2 separate regions of the Sus scrofa genome follow, and region 1 is linked to region 2. Evidence: chromatin contacts called from public HiChIP or PLAC-seq data. All regions are on one chromosome and are shown on one strand. Each heading gives the region's core, a stretch centred on a gene start, on an enhancer-like site or on the middle of the called end of the contact. The rest is flanking DNA. Distances are from core to core; before and after follow the strand shown. Region 1 has its middle 82 kb from the start of KLF6. Region 2 has its middle 360 kb from the start of AKR1E2.

Region 1 (3,693 bases), core at 172-2,671, 350 kb before region 2:
ACCGTCTGGCTCAACGACAAGTGAACACGGTCGGATTTACCAGGTTATCTTGAGTAAAGGCTCTTTGCAGTCGAGTTACCTGAATTAGACAAGTCTTTTCGCTTTTTAAGCTTTAGTAAACACTTCCTCCCACACAGACTCAGAGCCACACTGGCCTCTGATTCTCTGAAAGGGAAACGCCCTGCTCTGAGGTTGGGTCCTGCTGCCCTGATCAGCTTTACGTCTCACTTGCTGGAAGGTCTCTGCGTGGGGCCAGCCGGGCCGATGATGGGGAGTCGGGATAACTCGCCCCCACAGGGGTGGAACGCAGCTCAGAGTCCATCCTTACTCCCGGACTCTTGCCATCTTCACCTCCTGCGTCCACCCTGTACCCACACGGCTGGAAAACAAGGTCTACACGGCTTGTCACTTGCTTTCTGCCCCTTCCCTAGAGCCCACCTGCCCACCCTGCCTGTGTCAGGGCAAGCACCCGCTAGCGTCACGTGTCCCCACAGGACAAATCCTTCTGGGTGCCCCGTTTGGGCCGGTCACCCTCCTCAGCAAGAGCAGAGACTGACATTAGGCTTCCTTTCTGGCATTAAGTTTTCTTTGTAAGCTGGAAGTGCGAGCACTGCTTTACTGGTGCCCAGAGAGAAGGGCGAGTCGGAGAACCTGGTGCTTCTGGGTTTACCTGGGAGCCCACCCCCGCCCAGGGAGTCCATCCTAGAGGTGGAGGCTCCACTGTTTTCAGTCTTTTAAACATCAACTCTTTTTTTTTTTTTTTTTTTTTAAATTGTCTTGGTGTGTACTTAACCACTTAACCTATAGAGGGGTGTTAGTTTCAGGTGTGCAGCGAAGTACATCAGGTTTCCATATACAAATATTCACCCTTTTCAGATTCTTTTCCCGTTGGGTTATCGCACGGCTCTGAGGAGGCTGCTCTACAGCCCGTCCCTGTCACTCATCTATTTACACACAGTAACGTGTGTCTGTCGTCCCAACCTCCTAACGGATCCCTCGCTGACACTTCCCCTTCGGGAACCTTAAGTTTGTTTTTGAAATCTTTGAGTCTCAAATATCAAGTCTCAGGAAATGTCTTCTGAGGCTTTTTTTTTTTTTTCCTGAAATGCTTGCTGATTTTTCTCTCTTTCATATCTCCCCATAACTCAGTACTGGTATTTTTCGAAATTGATAGTTTCTCTCCCTTTGAAGAAATTTCAATGAGCTGAGATTCCTTTTTCTTATTGATCAGGAAGATGCTGCCTCAAGCTGCTTTCCTCTGGAGACGGAGGGGTCACTTTTGTGACGGTTTTGAAAGCAGGAAAATTCCGGAGACCTGGCAAAAAGATCCGACCTCAAGGTCTGCCCGCTTAGAGGGCGTTCTTTAGCGATGAGGTAATGTTTGGTGAGCTTCTAGGTGGGACTGAACTTGGTGACCCGACCTCGCTTGCTGGGGGGTGTTTCACCAGAGTCCACGTCAGCCACGAGGACCCCTGACGACAAGGACGGAGATACTGGTCTGACCTGAAAGGAGGCGTTTTCTAACTGTCCCCAGGCCTTCTCTCCACACTCAAGCTGCAGAGGCTTTTCCCTCGCCCTCCCTCTGGCTTTTCCTATTACGAATCGAAGGCAGGAAGGGAAAGATGGCTCAGGTCCTTTCTTTCAAACCCCTACTTTCAGATTGGCAGCCAGCAGCAGAGATAAATGAGTCACTTATTACCGACGTCACAGGGAACTCCAGGCCACAGATACTGTGCAGGGTTTGAAACAGGAGACAGAGAGCATGTGATTAAAGCTGCTCGCTCCATTTAATGACAAGACCCACAACAGACAAGGAATCAGGAGGCACGACAGACGCTCCTCCTTGAGCCACAGAACGAGGGGATAAGGGGACTGGGCTTCAGGAGTTAATGGGCAATGATCCACGGGGTGGGGCGGGGGGGGGTCTCCCTCTGCTTGTCAGTACATTCCATGAAGCCTTACTGCACCCTGGGGGCAGAGCCACCCAGACCGTGAAACACCTTCTGTTGCAGGCTGAGTGGCCTCATTTCCAGACCCTTACCACACATGCTCAAAGCGGTTTGCTGGGTTGCCCACTTTATTTAAGCCATCATCTCACATTTCTAGACATTCCCGGAGACGCCTGTGAATTCAAGGTAGGCGAGGAACGTGGTAAATTAGAACAAGTCCACCTTTCCCTCGAAGGAGAATTTCCTGGCAAAATTGAGCCTTGGGGTCAGTTATAGTCAGGGCATTCCCAAGGCTGGATGACCTCCCAGCCTAAGTCTGCCCCCGGACACAAACCGGTCTCCCCAGACTCCCCTGCCCTGCTCCTTTTTGCTCCTGAGGCTGCTAATCATTTATTAGTCAAATATGCTTGGTAAGGAGTTCCTGCTGTGGCGCAGCAGATGAAGAATCTGACTGCAGCAGTGCAGGTCACTGCTGAGGTATGGGTTTGATCCTTGGCCCTGTGCAGTGAGTTTAAGGATCCAGCGTTTCTGCAGCTTTGGCTTAGGTTGTGGCTGTGGCTCAGATTCAATCCCTGGCCTTCCCTATGCTGTGGGCGTGGCTGAGAAAAAAATGCGTGAAGAATAACCATTGGCTATAGTCACCAAGGAGGTCAAATCACCATCCTTGACCTCAGGACCAGTCGTCGAGGACCTGATAAAGTTATCGGCTACTTCTACCCAGTCAGAGGGCTTGAGGGTGGGTGCCAGGGGGCTCCCTGCGGGCAAGGTCACAACCCACCAGCTTTGCAGCCTCTGTGCTTAGTCTCGCACCTGGCACATTGACCTCTGTGGATACACGTGACTTCAGTAAGGAGCGAATTGGAGCAACACGATAGGGAGCTATTTTCTGGGGCGCTTATCTCCGGGCATGGTGACCCTGACAGGCGACCAAAGGTACGGAGATCTGCTTAATGCACACTCTGACGGTGACAGCCGAACGGCATGGCAGGCAGCAATTTTTTACCAAGGGACAAGGGGGTGGGGTCTAGGAAAAGGGGGGTGGAAAAAAAAATTATAGAGATGGAATTGTTCCTTAAAATTATATCTTCACGTTTATTTTTGCAGGTGTCATTGTACATGTGGAACCTGAAATACTGAGTTTCTTTGTACATCAGAACTAAATATCCCGTTTTACTGCTGCATCCACTGCTGATGTCTTTGAAGCCTTGCAAGAAGAAAATCACTACCTTACGAGCAGTCTTAACTGAATCAGCTATTTTGCACCAATCAAAAATGTATCTATTTTTATCAGGATACAAAAAAAAAAAAAACCCAATACGTCTATAAGTAATACAAAGTTGAGGATACAGGTGCTAATTGATTGACATCCCCTAAGAGCACCGCCTCCCACCTCCGCACACCCTGGTCTGACGTCCAATTTTAAATTAAGACTGGTAGATAAATTCTATTTTCTGTAATTTCATTCAGCTCTAGGCCCGAGTTGTTTGGGAGCTACTGGCCTGAGGCACTAAGATTCTCATCAAAGGGACAGACTAACGAGGGTTTCTTTCCAAGATCAAAGCATGTCTTTGTTTCTGGGTGATTACTTTTCTTTTAACGGCGGTGTTTATTTTTGTACACATGGTCCTTTTTGTTTGTTATCTAAGATGTTGTGAAAATATTGCTGCCAGGACTTCAGCGCCGAGTGGGACCCTCTCGGCCTCAGTTTCTCTGGGCGTCTGTTCTGGGCTCAACTGACCTGTGG
Region 2 (3,767 bases), core at 297-2,796:
AAACACAGCATCTTCCAGTCCCCCTCTGCCTCTCACCTCCTCCCTCCCCGTCTCACTCACAAAACCCCTCATGGTTACACTGGACCCTCGACAGTCCAGGACAGTCGTGCCATCCCAAGGTCAGCTGATTGACAAAGTAACTCCTTCTACTGGCTTACTTGCCCTTTGCCTTTATAACTTCACATATTCACGGATTCTGTTAGGGTGGGATGGAGACACCGAAGGCTGGTAGCGTAAGCCGCCCCAGGATACGCCATGGTGCCAAAAGGGTTAATTCGATCTGAAGACAAGTGAGAAGATGTAGATATAAGAAAAGCTCTCTGCCCTCCCCAATTTGCCTAAAAGCAAGAGGTAAATGTGTGAAGGGATCCCCCTCCCCTCTCTACCAGGAAGGATGGAAGCTAATCACCAGGGACCACTCTCCGCCCTGATCAGCCCACAGCCAGCACCAGAGGCGTCTACACGGCAAACCTTACGAACAAACCTTTATGTCCCCGGTGTATCTGCTTTCATAAAATTTGCCGGCCCTAGATCACAAAGTCCCTTTCCTAAGTCTTGTCATGTTTCTGAAAGTGTGTTTTTCTTTCATTACGATGCTCCATAAGCCTAAGTTCTAACCACCCCCTTGACTCACCCACTGCTGAGTTTTCTGAGTCTACGAGCTCTGCACACGTTAATGACTTCTGCCTCTTTTTCCCTGTGAATCTCTCTTCTGTCTGTCTAGTTTGCAAGCCCCGGCCAGGAACCTAAGATGGCCAGAGGAAAAAGAAAATTCTCCTCTTCTACATTTTTGGGGCAGCGCGTTATCTGCCTACCACAGATACCTAGCTTTAAAACTGAGGAGGCTGTTTCGAATTCGTGCGGTTGTGGAATGACCCACTCCACGCGGGTCACTAAGCGCATACTTGGTGCCAGGCGCTGTGCAGAGCCTGGAATCGGAGAGCTGAGCCAGGCAGATGGGGCTCTGCCTTCGTGGAGAGGGACTGAGACGCAGAGATAAGGGAAACACCCAGGAGAGCCACAGAAGCACAGCCAGGGCGACCTCAGCATCCCCAGCAGCCAGCTGAGGGCACGTGGACACGTCTGGTGCATCCTGGTAGATGCCAACAGCTGTATCTGGCTCAGGCCAAGCGGACGGGACGAGCCGTCACAGCACGAGGACCCTGCTCCCTGCAGGGGAGCTGGGATTGACTGGAGAACCACTTTGCTCTCGAAAAGCCCTATTTCCCCAGGCTCCTGCCCCCACCCCCATCACCCTCCTGACCTTTCCTCCCCAAATTCGCAGCCCCCATGTGCCTCCTCCCTTCCTTCTCCAGCCTTTTCTCTCACGGGCCATTCGCAGGGACAAACTGCCTAGAACAGAAAGATAAAACTCTCTTAGAAAAAATAACCAAATTCCACTCTGGTTGCAGGCGGGCCCTGCTCACGGCCCGAGCTTTCTGGCTCAGACGCAACAGCCCCCCGCAGCGACCGTCCCAGGCTCCAGCTTTGCTCCGTGGGACCCACAGCCAAGACCGCTCCTTTCGAGACTCACTCCAGCTGCTGCCGCGCCTGCCAGCCCCTCGCTAACACACCCACGAGACAGAAGGGCTTGCTCAGAGCGGCCCCGGCTGAGATTTCCAGGTGAAGGTGGGGCCCGTCCGAGAAAGAGTTGAACCACTGAATGAGAAAGGCTGATTGAGACACATGAAAGCAATGCTTTCAGCGTCTAGCACCAAAGATTCCGCCAGCCCCGAATTACATTTGTTGAGCATCCCAGCAATGCTGCGATATTTCTGGACGACACCATGCATCCAAGGAAAATATTTAATATATGGATAAATTTAGGAGCTGCTGTTGGAAACAAAAATAGCTAATGTGTTAGGTAATGGTTGTAGATATTAATAGAAAGCACTGCGCTTTCAACGTCCCCTCCTGTGAACAGAGCCCCTGTCCCCGTCGGCGGCACCAACAGCAACCTCTTTCCGATTCCTTCCTCATCCTGTTTTCAGTATTAGTTTTCACTTTAAAATCTCCTTTGCTTCATTATCTACACACGGACTCTTAATCACTAAATAAAGTCACGGAGATTTCAAAGAAAATGAGGAGGAACTGTCAAAGCGCTGGCATTTCTCGGGTTTGCTCTTCATCATCACAAGCCACGCTCCCACACGTGCTCCCAAGGCTCCCTTCCCTTGCGTCTCCCCCTCCTCCTTTTTATTCCTCTTCTCAGCGCCCCCCCGCCCCCCGCTCTTCCGCTGCTGCTTTTTATGAAATGCAAATTTGCTCAGTTGCCCACTATCCATTCAAAGAGCACGTATCTGAAAGCCCGAGTGATGGCTAGCATGTCCAGGGATCGGGACAACCTGGCCTTCCCAGTCCCGTGTCATTGCCTCCAGTAACTCTCACTGGAAAGGGCTGGAAATAACACAGGCTCCACAACAGACAGAGGAATGATTCACGGCTTCTATGGACAAGGTGGATCTGTAGACAGACAGACAGACAGACAGATGAATATAAATACACAGGTTTGACACATCTCCCATGAAAACAACTTCTGCCAAAGCATCTGTTGGGTGGAGTTCCAGTATAACCTGGAGGACCCAGCACACACCCAGGAGTCCGCATCTGCACACCACCAAGCGGCCCAAGTGAGCAGACCGGAAAGTGGAATGGACATTTCAAATATGAGACTGGTCATTTATTTAGAACTAAAACTATCTTTCTCGTGATTAGAATGGACCTATAATTTACACTACAGCCCGAGCTCACACTGACAAGCATGGCAGTCCAAAAATACAGCCTGCCCAGTGACTGAGTCAGCTTTGCAGGGAGGATTAAACTTTCGATGGCCAGTAAAACTGGCCCCAACTTTTCTTTCTTTGGGCAGAAATACGGCGGGGAATGAGCAGCTCTGTGCCATGAATGACTGGCAGACGTGTCTCTTCTTCCTCTTATCTGTGTCTGGCGCTGTGCCAGGTGATACGGGCATGCGCAACGCAGACGAGAGCCTGCCTTCAGAGAGCGGCTCCTGGGAGGGCATGAAAGCCACGGCCGCGGGGCGACCGCCGAAGCAGGAAGAGGGCGCCGAGGAGGTGCCGAGGGCCTGGAGAGTGAGCTCAGGTCGCTCAAGTTCTGCTTCCACTACTGACAGCATACAGGTCTCTACACTGAGCTCACGCATGTGGACCAGGAGCAGTCCTACCATCTCTTGACAGTGCTGAGCCCACGTGACGACAGACGCAAATGCCCACAGAGGATGCCTGGCACATGGCAGCATTCACATGTGTCAGCAACGACTATTCTTATAAACTTTGCCCTGCGTGGGAGCTTTTACACCTAGGTTCCCCTTCTGTGAACTGTGTATCCTCCAGGCAAATTATAGTTTTCTGTTCTCAATAAAATGCATACTTTCCTGCCTAAGGAATTTGTAGATAACAGCACTGGCTCTGTTTGCTTAATGGAATATTCCTGTTCTAACCACGGTGGATACATGACGGAGGGCAATCGAAATGGGGGTTTCTTGCCTCTGTCTTCCAGGAAGGAAGGAACCTAATGAATAAAGAACAGCCTAAGAGCCTCATCTCAGAGTCTGCTTCTGGGGATCCCACATTCGGGCAGTGAGTACCTTCACCCCTACTTCTGTTCATCTTTGCCCCATCCATTTTTACAGGAGCATGAACTCAAGGAACACCAGACGGTGTTATATTTACATGAGTTAGCAGCTGTCACAAAGATTTCTGGTAGCTGACTTTCCGGCTGCCACTCCTCCTAGGAACCCGAAACCA

What was found. HiChIP or PLAC-seq counts read pairs in DNA pulled down with a chosen protein or histone mark.
Region 1: a contact with region 2 is called in an H3K27ac HiChIP or PLAC-seq map of skeletal muscle, with 4 times the contacts expected there. The contact joins two enhancer-like sites. A contact is called at or near these places in 4 of 47 Hi-C or Micro-C datasets (fetal heart ventricle, heart right ventricle, skeletal muscle and 1 more) and 2 of 2 datasets of contacts at active chromatin or transcription factors (alveolar macrophages and skeletal muscle).

Annotation. Positions count from the first base shown.
Region 1 is chr10:66,404,164-66,407,856 of Sscrofa11.1, reverse strand. No RefSeq gene overlaps it. Among named protein-coding and RNA genes, the nearest start is that of KLF6, 82 kb to the left of the region's middle. Within about 2 kb of position 1,421, at least 28 of the 83 cell types and tissues checked have an H3K27ac peak or open chromatin away from gene starts, as enhancers often do. A contact at or near this core is called in skeletal muscle, where this site is marked.
Region 2 is chr10:66,050,655-66,054,421 of Sscrofa11.1, reverse strand. No RefSeq gene overlaps it. Among named protein-coding and RNA genes, the nearest start is that of AKR1E2, 360 kb to the right of the region's middle. Within about 2 kb of position 1,546, at least 13 of the 83 cell types and tissues checked have an H3K27ac peak or open chromatin away from gene starts, as enhancers often do. A contact at or near this core is called in skeletal muscle, where this site is marked.